Linked DNA regions of Triticum aestivum: region 2 is linked to region 1. Evidence: chromatin contacts called from public Hi-C data. All regions are on one chromosome and are shown on one strand. The core of a region is the stretch at or near the end of the contact, and the rest is flanking DNA. Distances in the headings are between cores, read along the strand shown. Region 1 has its middle 120 kb from the start of LOC123136775. Region 2 holds the start of LOC123136777.

Region 1 (5,373 bases), core at 700-3,199:
TGGGTGAGGAATATCACCAACTCTATTTTAACATCAATGCACCACAATTTGACGTTCCATAAATTTTGCCTTATTTCATACGCAAAAAAAGAATGTAAGAAAATATATAATCAACATAAAAAATATTTTATGTTTCGTAAAATTACAAACGTGAAAACATATGTAAAAAAATACATAAAACTCATTTTTTTTTCCGATCTTATGATCTATGTTTTTGTTTCCTTATGCCAAATTTTACGTAGCGAATCAATATGAATATAATTATTTATATTACAAATGTAATTTTTTATGAAATGATTGTAAGATTACCTCAGGTGAAGAATAACTTATTTTGCATCCTAGGTGATGAATAGTATTACTATAGATATATGTATATATCGAACCAACCCGTGGTTGGATGGTTAGAGGGACAGTGGTATCCCCATCTCATCAGGGTTCAAGTTCTGGTGCTCGCATTATTCCTGGATTATTTCAGGATTTCCGATGATACGATGTATGCGCGTATGTATGAGCGCTTTGCGTATGTACTGTGTTAAAAAGGTATAGGTGTATACTTATATAGGTATAGAATACAGGTGTTACGATTTTTTTTGCAATTGGACCGATATTGTGTTAAATCTGGGAAGCTCTGACTTTTGGGAATAACACATGGGAGCACTTTCTCATTTGCAGATTGTAAGTTTCCTTTTTATGGTACAAACCCAACAAATTCTGTGGTTTTGGAAAACAGATTTATGAACCTTAAGTTGGTTCCCGTAAAAAAGGAAAGAATCCACAGTATTAGGTCGGTTGACGGGGGCAATCACACAACACAAAGTCGTTCGAGCCATCACAAACTCGTAACGAGGAGCGGCTTCGAATTGGTCGTCCAACTATCGAATCCCCACATCGTTTCTTCGCCTCAAGCCGCCGCCCTAGGCATCTGTCGCGCCCCGAATGCAGTGTCGTTGGGAGAAGCGTCGAGCTCATGCCGCGGCCAAACATGCAGAAGCAGAACACCGTAAGCTGAAGCAAACTATCGAAACTGAAACAGCACAACTGCAGGACAATATTCAGACGAAAGCTACTACTGTCGAAACTGAACCAGCGCAAGTGCAGAGCAACATTCAGACTAAAGCTACCATTGGTGACCTGGCAGGTGGTACCCGCAAGTCAACTCAACCCCCAGCCCCGTCCACGAAGTACTCCAAAGACGATCGGGTCCTATGTTAGCAGTGGGGTGCGTTTGTAAGTGTCTTGGTTGAGTGTAGTATTAGTAGTGGCTAGTCGGGATGACTTTGGCATCCGATTGGATCACAATCTGAACCGAGGGACCCTGATAAGGGTTAGCTCTCCTCCTCTCCTGAAATCCCTCTCCTCTCTCCAATCCTTCCTCTCTGGTTGTTCCCTTTTGTAATCAGACTTGGATCCTCAGTGAATCAATTGAGAGGCCAGCACTTCCTTTTTTCTGATTGAGAATTGGCTAGGTTTGTAATAATTGGTATTCAGAGCTTTGATCCTCTCAGCAATTCGCTTCTGGTTGAGTTTCCCTGTTCAGTCGCTTAATCTGTAATTCCTGGGTGACGGATGTGAGATCCACTTGGTGATTTCGCCCAAAGTTCTTCGGAACACCCTAACTGGGTTGGATCGTGGCTATGCAGCCTCGACGCACACTTGCTGTTTGAGAAAATGGCTCAAGGGGATTCCATGAAAACGATGATGGACATGCTCGCCCAAATCTAGGCGGATTTGGCGGCCAACACAACCAAGCTTAATCCCATTGAGCAGGAAGTACGCTCAGTGCGCCAGGCATTCGATGAGTGGAAGCAGCAGATGGAGCAACAAATCGAACAGTTGTTGACTGCTGTGCGGAATCTGCATGCATTTGTCGAATTCCCAAGCGGCGATGCAGTCAAGACACCTCGCCCCGTGGAAGGATACAGTGCGAGCGGCGAGGAAGAGCCACCAACCCCAGTGGCACCGACCAAGTATGTGCCACCACATGGGATTGGACATGTAGGCCCTGTCGGGCACCGTAAAGACATCTTTTTTCAGGGGCAACCTGGTGCGGTCACCACGGTTACGCCTCGGTCAAGGGTATGCCCTACGGCCTCAATTCTGCCTTCTCTCCCAACTGTGTGCATGAATTTACTTCTCCTTATTCGGGGCCCTATAGTTCTCATTATTACACAGGTCTAGACAGACCCGAGATTCCAAAGAAGTGTTGCCAAAAATATTTCCAGCTGTGTCAAACTCCACAAGCTTCCTGGAAAGATTATGCGACCATGTATTTTACTGGTCAGGCTAACATGTGGTTACCCTCTATAGAGTTCAAAATAGATAAAATGGAGTGGAAAGAGTTATGTGAATTTGTGTGTCATAGGTTTGGGAAATTGCAGTTTCAAGCTATGATACGGCGACTGACTCATGTCAAACAAGCTGGAAGTGTCCAAGAGTACATTGAGAATTTTAACACTTTGATGCACCAAATGTTAGCTCACAATCCTCAATTAGACCCAGAGATTTTCACCACCACTTTCATAGATGGGTTAAAACCTCCAATTTGTAGTGTTGTTCTTATACAAAGGCCACCAGATTTGGATATAGCTGGTTCTCTGGCCCTTTTGCAGGAAGAGGTGCTTGAAGACTGTCGTGTGGTTGATCACCCACATTTTGAATCCAGCGGCTCAACTTACAGCCATGTAACTCCGAAGACTGCTTTTCCTTCTGTTCCAATAGTGAGTAATCGAGCAGTTCAGCCCAATGTTATGGCTGACAAGCGTGGTGGAGAGGCTATTAAATCTCAGTCTATTTCAGGAAGCAAGTTGAATACTCTCAGAGCTTATAGAAGTGCTCGGGGTCTGTGTTTTACATGTGGAGAAAAATGAGATCCTCAACACAAATGTGGGCAAATAGTGCAATTACATGTGGTAGAAGAGCTATTGGAGATTCTGCCGTGTGAAGAGGATGAAAATGAAAACAATAGTAGAACCTGAAGGACATAAAATGTATTCGCTATCGAAACAAGCTATCCAAGGCACCGAAGGGGATGAGACCATGCATCTGCATGGCAAGGTTCAGGGTTATCATGCTCTTATCTGATACATCTCCAACGTATCGACTTTTTCTCACGCTTTTTCTCTTGTTTTGGACTCTAATTTGCATGATTTGAATGAAACTAACCCCGGACTGACGTTGTTTTCAGCGGAACTACCATGGTGTTGTTTTTGTGCAGAAATAAAAGTTCTCGGAATGGAACAAAACTTTGCAAGGAATTTTTATGGAATAAAAGAGGATTTTTGGAGCCAAGACCCGCCAGAGGGTGGCCCCTGGGTGGGCACAACCCACCAGGGCGTGCCCCCCTCTCCTGGCGCGCCTAGGTGGGTTGTACCCAGCTGGTGGCCCCGCTGACGATCCCGTGATACTATGAAATCACATTATTCCAGAAAAAAATCAGGGAGAAAGAATTATCGCGATCCACAAGACGGAGCCGCCGCCAAGCCCTGTTCTTCCCCGGGAGGGCAGATCCGGAGTACGTTTGGGGCTCCGGAGAGGGGGATCTTCGTTCTTCGTCATCACCAACCCATCTCCATCGTCAATTCCATGATGCTCCCCACCGGGAGTGAGTAATTCCTTCGTAGGCTCGCTGGTCGGTAAGGAGTTGGATGAGATTCATCATGTAATCGAGTTAGTTTTGTCAGAGCCTTGTCCCTAGTATCCACAATGTTCTTAGATTGTTGTTGCTATGACTTTGCTATGCTTAATGCTTGTCACTTTGGGCCCGGGTGCCATTTATGAATTCATCATTATATCCATGTTTTAGATCCAATCTTGCAAGTTGTAGTCACCTACTACGGCTATGATCCGACAACCCTGGAGTGACAACAACCGGGCCCACTCTCGGTGATGGCCATAGTTTGAGGAGTTCATGTATTCACTATGTGTTAATGCTTTGTTCCGGTTCTCTATTAAAAGGAGGCCTTAATATCCCTTAGTTTCCAATATGGACCCCGCTGCCACGGGAGGGTAGGACAAAAGATGTCATGCAAGTTCTTTTAATAAAGCATGTATGACTATTTACGGAATACATGCCTACATTATATCGATGAACTGGAGCTAGTGTCGTATCTCCCTAGGTTATAACTGTCACATGATGAATATCATACAACATCCTATGCCTACGAATTTAACATATATTGTTCTTGATAAGTTACTACTATTGCTACTGATATCGTTACTGCTATCACTGTTACTGTTACCATTCCTACTGTTGCTATCATCAAAACTATCAAACTACTGCGCTACTAATCACTTTGTTGCAGATAATTAATATCTAGGTGTGGTTGAATTGACAACTAAGCTGCTAATAGCTTCAAATATTCTTTGGCTCCCCTTGTGTCGAATCTATAAATTTGGGTTAAATACTTACCCTCGAAAACTGTTGCGATCCCCTATACTTGTGGGTTATCAGGACCTTTTTCTGGCGCTGTTGCCGGGGAGCATAGCTATATTTGTTGAGTCACTTGGGATTATTATCAATTTATCGCTATGAAGAATCTGAAGGATCCAAAGACTAAGATATTTCCCTCAAGGACGAGGGGAGGTAAGGAACTGTCATCCAGTTCTGCTTTAGATTCACCTTCTGTTATGAGTAAACTTGCAACACCACCACAAGCCATTAATTATGATATGTCACAAGTTATTGATGATGCTACTTCTACTATGAATGATGCTTATGATGATGCTAGTATCATGCTTGATAATGATGATGTGCCACTTGGTAAATTTCTTGATGAACAAATTGCTCGAGTAATACAACATGATGTTGTTGAATTTGATGATGAGCTTGAAACTGAAACTCCTGAAACACTTGCTAGAGCTAACCCTCCTAGATATTAATTGCCTAAGGTACCGGAAGGCTATGTTATGAGTGAAGAGGCAACTAGAGATATTCTTGCTTGTAAGGATAGAGATGATCTAGAGAATATGCAAGTATAAAGAAAAATCTCTGAATGCTAGAATGAAATGTGATCCTAAGTTTGCTACTTCACCTATTGCTATTGCTGATAAGGATTACGAATTCTCTGTTGACCCAGAGTTAATCACTTTGGTTGAATCTGATCCTTTCCATGGTTATGAAACTGAAACTGTTGTGGCACATCTTACTTGAATGATATAGCCACCCTTTTTACTCATGATGAAAAAACTCGATACTACTTTATTCTCAAATTATTTCCTTTCTCATTAAAGGGTGATGCTAAAGCTTGATACAATACTCTTGCTCCTGGTTGTGTGCGTAGTCCCCAGGATATGATTTATTACTTCTCTGAAAAATATTTTCCTGCTCATAAGAAACAAGTTGCCTTACAGGAAATATTTTTAACTTTATTCAAA
Region 2 (5,112 bases), core at 719-3,218, 170 kb before region 1:
TGGAGTACAGGGCATTGATGGAGAACCGGACGTGGAGCCTCGTACCGCGCCCACCGGGCGCCAACATCGTCACCGGCAAGTGGTTGTTCCGCCACAAACTCAAGGCTGATGGCACGCTGGATCGCTACAAAGCGAGATGGGTCGTGCGCGGCTTCTCACAGCGGCCGGGAGTCGACTTCGACGAGACGTTCTCGCCCGTCGTCAAGGCGGCCACCATCCGCGTCGTGCTCACCATCGCCGCCGCTCGTCAGTGGCCCGTTCATCAGATGGATGTGAACAACGCCTTCCTGCATGGACGCCTCGCCGAGCGCGTCTACTGCCAGCAGCCTGCTGGCTTCGTCAACACCAACCATCCTGATCATGTGTGCCTGCTGGACAAGTCCCTCTATGGCCTGAAACAGGCTCCGCGTGCTTGGTTCGCGCGGTTCGCCACCTTCGTTCGCGGTCTTGGCTTCATCGACTCACGGTCCGACCCGTCCCTCTTCGTCCTCCACAACAGCGCGGGCACGGCATACCTACTGCTCTATGTCGACGACATCGTGCTCACCGCGTCCACGTCCACGCTTCTCCAACAACTCCAACAGCTCCTGTTCGCGGAATTCTCTATGAAGGATCTCGGCCCGCTCCACTACTTCCTCGGCATCGCCGTGACCAGGACGCCCGAAGGCTTCTTCCTCTCTCAGCGGCAATATGCTGCGGAGCTGCTGGGACGCGCAAACATGACCGAGTGCAAGCCGGTGTCCACGCCAGTCGACACTCACTCCAAGCTCTCCGCGACAGACGGCGCGCCAGTCCCTCACGCCTCCGAGTATCGCAGCTTGGCAGGCGCCCTGCAGTACATGACCATGACACGGCCCGACATCGCCTATGCCGTGCAACAGTGCTGCCTGGTCATGCACGACCCGCGCACTCCTCACCTTGCCTTGCTGAAGCGCATTTTGCGCTATCTCAGTGGCACCACCGAGTACGGCCTCCACCTGCACCCGTCGGCGTCGCTCGCGCTCCCGTCGGCGTCGCTCGCGCTCACCGCGTACTCGGACGCAGACTGGGCAGGCTGCCCGGACACGCGGCGCTCCACCTCCGGCTACACTGTCTACCTCGGCGACTCCTTGGTCTCTTGGTCATCCAAGCGCCAGGCTACGGTCTCCCGTTCCAGCGCGGAAGCAGAATACCGTGCCGTCGCCAACACCGTCGCGGAGTGCTGCTGGCTTCGCCAACTCCTTGGTGAGCTGCACGTCTCCCTCCCCAAGGCCACTGTCATCTTCTGCGACAACATTTCGTCCGTCTACATGGCTGCCAACCCCGTCCACCATCGACGCACGAAACACATCGAGCTCGACATCCACTTCGTCCGAGAGAAGGTCGCCCTTGGTCACCTCCGTGTCTTGCACGTGCCCACCACGCATCAGTTCGCTGACGTCCTGACCAAGGGGCTATCGACACCGGCGTTCCAGGAGTTCCGGTCCAGCTTATGCATCCGGCCACCCGATGCTTCAGCTGCGGCGGGGTGTAAGCAGTTGCTGCCCTAGACTAGCTGCATGGCCATGCACGTCGTGCATGCCCCCCCACCTCTCGCACGTCGTGTGTCCCACTCTCCCTCTCTCTCCTGCGCTACGCGCCCTGTACATGTACGGCTCGTGTATATAATCACAGGAATGCAATGAGAGCACTCAAGGTGCATTATTCTCTCTATCTCTCCCACTCACACAGATCAAAGGAGATAGAAGAAGAAAAATTACATTGATGCAATGAATATAGATGAGCATCTGAAAGGAGTCATCACAAAGGCAATTAAGGATGTCAGAATTCTTGACATTCCATTTTCCAAAGCATTTTACAAGCTTATCCTAGGACAGGTATTTTGGACCTTGCATTCTTGAAATATATATCATGTTTGTTACGCTTTCTTACTTTTGTTAGTCGATCTAATAAGCTTTTCTTTGTTAGGAGCTTAATATATATGATATCAGTTCCTTTGATCCTGAGCTGTTAATATATATGATATCAGTTCATTTGATCCTGAGCTGGCAACAACCCTTATGGAGTTGAAAGCACTTGTCAAAAGAGATACTTAGAATCATCTTCAATGGGGGATACCAGAGCACATCTGATTTGTGTTAACGAGGTTGTAAAATTGAGGATCTTGCTATTGACTTTGTTGTCCCCGTGTATCCAGAATATGTGCTTTCTTCAGAGGGTACCTCAGATAATGTAACTGATTTGACTCTGCACTCTCAGTTGCTGGCTTATCAGCAGATTAAAGTATTCTCTAAATTACTCATGTTATTTTCAGGTAACTGATGAGAGTTTGGATGAATATGTTTATTTTGTTGTCGACACTGCGGTTAAAAGTGGAATCTCAAGACAACTGGAGGCTTTTAAATCAGGATTCAGTCAGTATGCTGTATCATGGTGCTGCTCTCGTCTTTTATACTCCCTCCTTAAAGAAATATAAGAGCGTTTAGATCACTAAAGTAGTGATCTAAACGCTCTTATATTTCTTTACAGAGGGAGTACTTGGGTAACTTGGGGCAGCTTTTCAGTTACAAGTTCTACTCCCTTTGACAAAGTATTAGGTTGCTTTTTCCTACTAGCATTTTATCTTTAGACGAACTTGGCAGTAATGCTTTAATTAGACAATGCAAAAACCTTTCCTTATTTTTTTAACCCTGTGTATTTCTTAAGCAATCTTAATCCAATATGTATAAAATTATACTTGTTTCTGATAGTAATGACTCCCTCTGTCCTTTTATTACATCTGTCCGTTCTGGTGTATTTAGATGTTAGGTTACTTTCTGTACTTTGCTCTGTAACTCATGAGCCTTACATGGGCCCTATAGGGTGACATGCACTCGATGTTCACCTTCTCATTTTATACATTTCACTCTTCTCTGGTGTTGTCTCTTACTGCCCGCACAGTCGAAAAATCATTTTGTCGTTGTCCACTGACACTGGGTATTGCAGGTATTTTTACTAAGCACACTTCAGGTATTCTCGGAGGATGAGCTGGAGAGATGACTCTGCGGAGAACAAGATAATTGGGATGTATGTGCTTGTCTTTTGTTGGAAGTTGTTGATATTTTTTTTGTAACCATTCAATTTTCGCTACTGACCCCTTGCTTCTGATAATTTTGTGGAACTTGCGGATCACATAAAATTTGATCATGGCTACGCACCTCCAGCAGTCCTGCAATCATTCTCTCTGATGATGACCTGCCGAGTGTGATGATTTGTGCTAACTATCTCAAGTGACCTGCCTACTGCACCAAGGTCTGAACTCACTGCCCTTCTGCAAATTGAGCATCATAGTAGATTAACTTACATCTATTCTTCTTGCCCTTTTTATTAATTTAAGATAGGTTCTGTAATGTCTTGACGTAACACTGAGCTAAAAAAGCTATGGACTATGAAGTATGAACCACCAATGGCTCAACTCAGGCACGTCCAAGTCAGTCGTAATTGGCATTCTGAACATGCTATTCGGGCATGATGATTTGCAGTAGTTAGTTCCAGTTATTGCATTTTTGTATTTCCTGAAACGTTACCTTATGATGACCTCTGTTCTGATGAGGTTATCTCCCACGGGGTAGGCCCACGGCGATATATTATCCAGCTAAGGTCCATGGAGGCCGAAACTCATGATCTTTACAGCCCAAGGCAATGCTAGTAACAGGGGGGTTTATCAGTCGGTGTGGGCACCCGCAAGGAGGATTCCATCAGTCGGATTAATCGAGGACACGATATGACAGAACCTAAACTGGCAGATCTCGAGGTAGGGGATCCTAAGCTGGGCGTATAAACCCAGTCGATCTCTTTATGGCTGGATCTCCGCGGTAGGTGGCTGCCATCCTAAGTGGCAGGGGCAATAACCACCGAGCGCAGACGGGGCCTCGTCACAGGACTGGCGGGCAGGGCACGCCCCTCCGGCATAGGGGCAGCAGTTTCCCCAACCGGCGCATGGCAGACTGAAGGGGGTGGCTACACAGCTTCAAGACGGCATGAAGGAGGAGCGGGCTCAGGGGAACTTGCCAGCTGCGCGCACCACACCCTCCTTCAATGCCACACATGGCAAGATCCGCCTGGAGACCTGGTCAATGAAGTTGCTTAGAATGGTCTCCACTGTTGGATCATGCAAGGCGACGCACGGAAGCACCCACCCAGACACCACATCGACGAAGGTGGGGGCGGTGGCGGTGAATGTGGTAGGTGAGGTAGGCGAGGGCGCCCGTGGGGGAGCGCAAGCTATCCTCTTGGTGCCTCTGTTGTGCACTTTTAGAATAAGGGATCTGCTAGAGATGCTCTTACATGTCAACAGAAACCCTTCGGCGCTAGTACTAAGAGCATCTTCAATAGCATGTCTAAATTTGGTTGTCTAAATTTTCATATACACATTGGTCTAAAAAGATTCTTTGATATACACAATCAGTTTTTCAGCAGATTGTCTATATTCTCTCATAACTGCCAATTCAACTATCAGTTGATCAGCTACAGTTCAACCATCATATGGTAGCAGCAAACAAATCAGTAGCACCAATCACAAATCATTCCGCTGAACTGGTTAGAAATTTATCGTAGTTCATCTTGGTGCTAGCTAAGTTCCCTCGTAGTTTATGATTGCCAGCAACAATTCAGTTATAATACTGTATTTGAGAAGTAATTGTACTGTAATCCTTTCTACTCCCTCCATTCCTAAATGTAAGTCTTTGTAGAGATTCTACTATGAACTACATACGGATGTATATAGATGCATTTTAAGTGTGGATTCATTCATTTTGCTCCGTATGTAGTCCATCCAGTGGAATCTCTACAAAGACTTACATTTAGGAACGGAGGGAGTACTTGATGAACAACGTCGGTATTTACTTAAAATATCTTGGGAGTTGAACTACTGGACATGGTCCGGCTACATCTCTGTTATGGGGCAGGTATCTTGTTGCAGTGTCGGCTTGACAATTCTTCTCTAGGGGATTCATCAAAGAAGCAAGGAGAGCAGAGATTAGGTTAGTAGGACTTATCTTGAGGTGAAACTCTTAAAAGAACAGGGAGTTTGGTACTACTACTATTGTTAACATGAGAACGCATTCCCTAATAAAGGGAAAACAACGGACGTGG

The links. Hi-C and Micro-C count contacts between places; a contact is called where the count stands out from the background.
Region 2: a contact with region 1 is called in a Hi-C map of leaf, with 10 times the contacts expected there. The contact joins the promoter of LOC123136777 here to the enhancer-like site in region 1. A contact is called at or near these places in 2 of 5 Hi-C or Micro-C datasets (both in leaf) and 1 of 1 datasets of contacts at active chromatin or transcription factors (leaf).

Annotation. Positions count from the first base shown.
Region 1 is chr6B:238,918,032-238,923,404 of IWGSC CS RefSeq v2.1, reverse strand. No RefSeq gene overlaps it. Among protein-coding and RNA genes, the nearest start is that of LOC123136775, 120 kb to the right of the region's middle. Within about 2 kb of position 1,949, at least 3 of the 8 cell types and tissues checked have an H3K27ac peak or open chromatin away from gene starts, as enhancers often do. A contact at or near this core is called in leaf, where this site is marked.
Region 2 is chr6B:239,086,447-239,091,558 of IWGSC CS RefSeq v2.1, reverse strand. LOC123136777 reads left to right here and starts at 1,968. Exons shown (of 8, transcript XR_006467284.1): 1 at 1,968-2,211; 2 at 2,294-2,412; 3 at 2,965-3,045; 4 at 3,186-3,270; 5 at 4,926-5,112.